Linked DNA regions of Mus musculus: region 1 is linked to region 2. Evidence: chromatin contacts called from public promoter capture Hi-C data. All regions are on one chromosome and are shown on one strand. Each heading gives the region's core, a stretch centred on a gene start, on an enhancer-like site or on the middle of the called end of the contact. The rest is flanking DNA. Distances are from core to core; before and after follow the strand shown.

The links. Capture Hi-C pulls out chosen DNA fragments and counts their contacts.
Region 1: a promoter capture Hi-C map of liver shows a contact between it and region 2, with 2.2 times the contacts expected there. The contact joins the promoter of Olfr195 here to the promoter of Olfr181 in region 2. A contact is called at or near these places in 7 of 39 promoter capture datasets (cranial neural crest, embryonic stem cells, frontonasal cranial neural crest and 4 more), 2 of 484 Hi-C or Micro-C datasets (transition I germ cells and undifferentiated spermatogonia) and 3 of 9 other capture datasets (adipose tissue, liver and pancreatic islet).

Annotation. Positions count from the first base shown.
Region 1 is chr16:59,147,587-59,150,972 of GRCm38.p6, reverse strand. It overlaps Olfr195 (olfactory receptor 195), which reads right to left and starts at 2,121. Exons shown (of 1, transcript NM_146998.1): 1 at 1,195-2,121. The coding sequence starts at 2,121. The coding sequence ends at 1,195.
Region 2 is chr16:58,927,049-58,930,279 of GRCm38.p6, reverse strand. It overlaps Olfr181 (olfactory receptor 181), which reads left to right and starts at 1,636. Exons shown (of 2, transcript NM_146999.2): 1 at 1,636-2,001. It also overlaps a transcript of Olfr183 not described here.

The sequences.
Region 1 (3,386 bases), core at 872-3,371, 220 kb before region 2:
CAATTCAAGTTTTCTTCTGTAGAGAAAACATATCTCCTACTCTTAGACTTCCTTAGATTTCTTGTAGTTACTTGTATAAGGTTGAAGATTTTAAAAGATAATCTGTATTTCCACAGCTTTCAATCATCTAGAGAAAAGGCAATATTAATTCAAACTCTTGTCAGAATCAGAGTGAAAATGGAAAAGTACTGAGTGTTTCAGTGTATAAGATTTATTTGAAGAAAACAAAAGAATGCCTAATTAGTCAACAGGAGATAAATACCAAAAACTTAGCACAACAAATAGTACCTTTCTGGGTAATCCTTTTTATTTTTTGATGAGTTTTGTTTAGATATTTTAGATATTTAGAGATTTCACCAGTTTTTTTTTTAACTTCACCTGGCTTGATTGACATCTCACTGTTTTTTAAATGACGAACATATCAATGATTTCCTATGAACTGGTGAGGGTGTTATTCCTAACAATCAATAATCAATGATAATAACACTGAGAAGAAAAAGTGATTTAATGGATACACTTAGGTGTTGCAGTGCTATATATAATGGACAAATAATCAAATAAAGGAAAATAATTAAAATATAGATATTTCATTGTAATAACATCATTTTGAAGTATAGATTGATAAGCCTTATACATATACTATAGAAAATGTAAGCATACAATGACTAATAATAAAAGGGAAAACATTCTTGTTAGAAAGTAAATATTTTGTATGAGTATATGTTAAAATATAATCTCTTAAAATCAAATGTCAAGTTGAAAATCAAATTGAACCATGAAGTTTATCTTCCTTTGATGGCAATGCTATGATAAGATTATAAATAAAAAGCTTGTAATTTTCTTGAAATTGTAATATCTGAAATTGATAAACTTGCTAGTGATAATAAGTGGAAATTACCATTTGAGGTACTAACTTTATTCCAAAAGTTAATTAGATCTTTCATAAACGGTGACTAGATACATTCCATTACTTCAACAGTTCTTTAATTTATTCCTAAGAATTTCAAGCATGTTTTAACAGAATTTCTTCATTATGACCTAATTTTATTCAAGTGTTCTTATGATTTATACATTTAGCCAAGATTTTAGTTTCATTTCACCACTTTCTAATTATTTATGGGTTTAGAAAAAGGTTTTTTGAACTTTAAATCAGTTGTCCAAATCAGATAATCCTTGTTTTGTAATGTTGCAGGATTATCTCCTTTTCATAGTTTTTTTCATTACATTTATTACTTCCTTATTTCTTAGACTGTAAATGAAAGGGTTTAACAAAGGAATTATAAGAGTATAAAAAATAGCTACTGGCATATCTTTGTCTCCTTCATTGGCTGAATGTGGTTGAGCATACATGAAGAGAAGAGACCCATAGAATATTGACACAGACAGAAAGTGGGAAGCGCATGTTGATAAGGCTTTGCCTCTACCCTCTTTAGATTTCATTGTGAATATAGTGAAAAGGATACAGGAGTAAGACACTAGAACTATGGAGATAGTAAAGACTTGAATTGAACCTGCCAAGACAAGTAATATCAGTTCATTGATATTTGGATCAGTACAGGAGATTCTGTATAATGGAAGGACATCACAAAAAAAGTGCTTGATTACATGAGACCTGCAGAAAGTTAACCTCAACAAAAGCCCTACTTCAATCATAGGATGCAGGTTTCCTGCTATGTAGGATCCCATGGTCATTTGAAGGCAGAGCTTCTTGGACATCATGCTGTGGTACTGCAGTGGGTTGCATATGGCCACATAGCGGTCATAGGCCATTGCTGCCAGAAGAAAGCAGTCTGTAGTTTCAGCAAGACAGAGAAAATAGAACTGTACCATGCACTCATAGAGAGAAATCCTTCTGTCCACAGAAAAGAAGTTCTCTAGCATCTTCGGAGTGATGGCACAAGAGCAGCAGGAGTCCATCAGAGCCAGGTTGCCCAGAAAGATGTACATGGGTGTGTGGAGACGAGGCTCCATATAGATCAAGGCCACCAGCCCTAGATTCCCCACCATGGTGACCAGATAGATGGCAGAGAACACCAGGAACAGAGGTGTCTTCAAGTCTGGGTGATCTGAGAACCCCACCAGGATGAATTCATTTGTCACAGAATAGTTGTTCTCAGCCATCTCACCTTCTCTGTTGCCACTGGAATCACAAAGATATAGAATTGTAATGGTCAGAAGATAATTTCCTACTATTTTTGTATAAGAGGAAATTTTCTTCTCACTGCACCTGCTGTTTTCTCTAGAATGAAGCTTGTTGAAAGTATTTATTTCTTAAAATTTTAGACTCTATTATCTCTAACTTTAACTCAGAATTGACAGGTGTACTTTTATAATTGTAAAAAGGAACTTATTTTTGTCGAAAAAATTTTTAATGCATTTATGTAACTATATCATGAAAATTAGTGTACATATATTTGACTTTTATTGTTCTAAAATAATTTTCATGCCAGGTTTGTTAAGATCATCAAAATAAATTTAGAATAAAAACTTCTATAACTGTATGTTTATTTAACAAACTTTTTAATGTATTCAGTGGGAAAGAAACATTTCCTTGAACATATTTTGTTTATAAATTAAATTTATTTTAATGAATTTCACAAAGACTACTATGGACCAATGAATGCATACATATCTCTAAAGAAAATTATAGATATTTAATTATCTAAATTTAGATATCTAAATATCTATATAAAGTAAAATTGAAAGAATAATGATTGTAATTTCTTTCATCCCTTTTCATACATAGTTTTGTAAATACTGATTCTATTCAATTAATCACTTTTTTTAAAAGATCTAACTCCTTCTTTTGCTTGTAAGGTTAATTTACATATGCTGGTAATCATGGTTATACCTATCTTGTCTACCACTGAGCTGATCTTCCAGTCCATTATTTTTTTTTAATTTTTGATTTTTAAGACAATGTCATTTTTAACTACTCTTTCCTTGAAGGTTTTCTGAAATTCAGATAAACTTTCAATTTTCAGTCCCCATGACTTAATCTTCTAAATACCAAGGATCAGAGACTAGGGCCACAGAGTTAGCTAAAAGTCAGAATTTCTTGTGTATGATCTACATTAATTTATCTGTTCTATATGTATTTGAACACTTTTACTACATTGAATGCATTCTGAATTTAGGTGTATTCTACTTCTGTGAAATATGTCATCAAGTGTTTGGAGGAGAGATTCTTATATACTCCCCTGACTTTTCTGATTTTATTTCTTTAGAAAATTATGCTCTCTCAAGTGTTCTATGGCACATTAGAGCCCCATGAAGGTAGGATCATTTCTTTACTTATGGTTTGAAATCTTTAAAAAAAAAAAAGCTTAAATTGTAGACTTTGAATCTAAGTTTCATTTTGCCTTAGAATGCTACTGTCAATACTT
Region 2 (3,231 bases), core at 387-2,886:
CTAAAGTCATAGGACATGGAGAAATAAAGCCAATACTAACTTGGAAACTTCATCTCTACTGAGTTGACTTGTATTGGAAGGCTTTATTATACTACCTGAGAAGAAAAATAATTAATTGAATCTTACCCAGCTGTGAACTCAACAAGCTAGAACAACAGGCCTGGCAAGACATCTTCTGGTGTAACAGTGGCATGAATGATATGGGAATAACTACTGCCTGATGGAATTTAAAACCAGTTCTATGAAACAGGATTCATATCTCCCACTGTTATTGGACGAAAGCCAGCTAGGTTATAGATCATGGTGAAGAGCTCAGTGCTATCACTCTATTAAATGGGCATCGCATCAAGCCTATATCTATCAGCTAAACCTATGCCTATGAATTATTTCATCTCTAACCCTCATCAGAGAAGCTTCTTTTTACAATAGAGGATGAGTAATACTAGAAACACACAACTGTTCACCATGCAGAGAATTACCAGAAACGATGTAGAAAAGCTATATGGCAATATGGCAAATATTTATTTATTTAATTAACATATAAAACAAATGATTAGTGTGGGACCAGCTTAAGCTTCAATTCATGTACAAAGAAGTTGCTAGTACATGTTTAATGATTAAATTAAGTTAAAGAGATTTCCTAAAGATATTTGTCATTTCTATTTGCCAAAAATTCAAATTCTGTCCCACATTCTGAATCTTAAAGGACATTATTGTAATCTATATAGACTCTACTTACCAATAGCACAGTAGAGCTCCCTGATCCCACGTATCTAACTCATTGCCCATTGATCTAACTTTCCCCACCTATACCATACTCCTGTGCTACCAGCCTCTGGTAACCACGTTCTACTCTCACCTCTGTGACATCACCGTCTTTAGATTCCACAAGTAAGCCACGTAGCCCTTGCCATTCTGTGCTTACCTTCCTTCACCTGAGAGAAGATATAACTCCATTTTCAATATATAATATAATTTTTCTATATTATGAAGAATTATGTAAATGATTTTACCCTCTAGTTGGAGAACTCAGGAAGAGACAGAAAAGAAACATGCTATTTTCATTCACTAACTACAAATTCCCTCTGGTTATCTTCTGACCCTTAATGTCAAAGTTGTTTCAGAAAATGGAGCCATAGGATACAGCCACTGTAGGTGGTAAATGGAACGAATCTGATTTTAGTTTATTGAACCAGATTGCCCTCTCTGACCAACAAAACCAGACCTTTTTAAATCTGCTTGCAACTTCATGAGATTCATATAGATATATTTTTATCCATTGCCAATTCTCTACTGGTATATTCGAGTGTGGGACAAACCAAGGTCATCTACAAGGTAACTGTAGTCAGAGGTGTTTGAATTACTTTCAGAATCTCATTTATCTTCAGACCATCTCTAATTGTTTGATTCACTAGTGATTCCCTGCAGAAATACCCAATGTCAATGCCAATGAACTCCCTTTAGAATCAACAGAACTTTATTCTGCCCTGAAGCTATTGTAACTAACATCACTGACCCATGTGAAAAAAAGATTGTCCTAGAGTTTCAAAATCTATTCCCCAGTGTTTTAAAGACCTGTTATTTATTCTTAATTGCTTAAAACTGAGAAAGATCATGTAGAAGGCCAGCCATATAAAATGTGTGTCTGTGAACTCAAAATATGAGGGTGGATTTTAATTTACTTAGAAACATGAAGCAATCCTGATCTGAAAAACTCTTCAGTGTTTTTTATTGCTTCTACAGTTTATCTACTTACTTTTCATGTGCCTCTCAACTGAACATATCCTGACAAGATATAAAGAGATAGTAAATGGATCATTCAGTCAATCTGAGTTCAAAAGTTTATCAGTTTTTAAAAACTTTTTATCAGTACTAAAGATTCACTCCAATTCTCTTCTGATGAATAGAGTGACAAGGAACATAATAACAGGGTTATTTCAGAAAATGGATCTGTAGGATGTAATCAGACTGTATTACTACAGTTTATTAGCAAATATCCAGGTAAGACATTAATGGCCCTGTCATAATTTGGGTATGTATAGTAGAATAGATGTCTGATTTAGGAGAATAGTTGTATTTCATACTGGAGAAGAAAAAAATGAGTTTTTATTTGTTTTGTTCTAGTAAATTCTCTAAATAATAGGTACCTTTTGATAATAAAACCTAAATATTTCCAGTTGATTTCTCATTATGTTGTGGTAAAAAAAAACAAAATATAGTAATTTTATAGTTCTTCAAATATCTTTTCATAATAGTTTAAATCAAAGGGATATTATAAAATGTTATAGATCTCAAATAAAAATTGCTAGTTTTTCATTTGAGTATAAAATTATAGTAAATTTTAATATATAGTAAATGTTAGTATAAAACTACAGAAAACTTTATCATGTGTGAATGAGTAGCAAAAATAATGTTAAGTTTAGTTTATAAAAAGTCAGTTAAATACTAATTAAAATGTGATTTTTAACAAAAATGCATTTTGGAAAGGGTAAAATTCTAACCTAAGCACCATTGCTTCAGTTTGGTTATTCTAGTCTATAGAAAGCCAATGGCATGCACAGAGTCTGGGTTTATTAATGGCTTGAATGTTCTTAAACCAGCTGTGCAATGGTTGTATCTATGAGTTAATTAAAATGAAGTAATTTAAAAATGAAAATGTATGGAGAATGACTACTGTATGCTCATCTCGAAAATGTTGTACTTCTAGTGTCTTAAGATAATTACATTATTCTTTAATGCTCACACGTTTCTGCAATTGAAACATTACAGTGTTATGTTGTCCACACTATAACAGTATACACTAATTGGAGTGATCATTAAATTCTAAAACATAGCAGATTAGAAATACCTCATTTTATAGATTTAAATGACTAACTAGAAATCCTGCAAAAAGAACAAAAAAAAATGGAGCTATTGATTTCTTCTGAACAACTTAGAGATATAAAAAAATTACATATTTAAAATGAGCAATAATCATACTGGGAATAGACACTTTGTCATGGAGTTTCATGCTAATTATACCTACAAGAAGTTTAAAACTAGACCAACTGGTCCCCAGATAATGACTGAGCAGTCACTTCATTGGAAGCTGGTCAGATAACAAAAGAGTGGGAATTTGACTATGTTAAGATGAGTATAAAAGTGCTTTTTAACTAAGAAGATATAATGAGGCTACATATTCTTATCATGTTTAAAGAATAAATTTTCCTGAAAATATCCTACATTCACTTT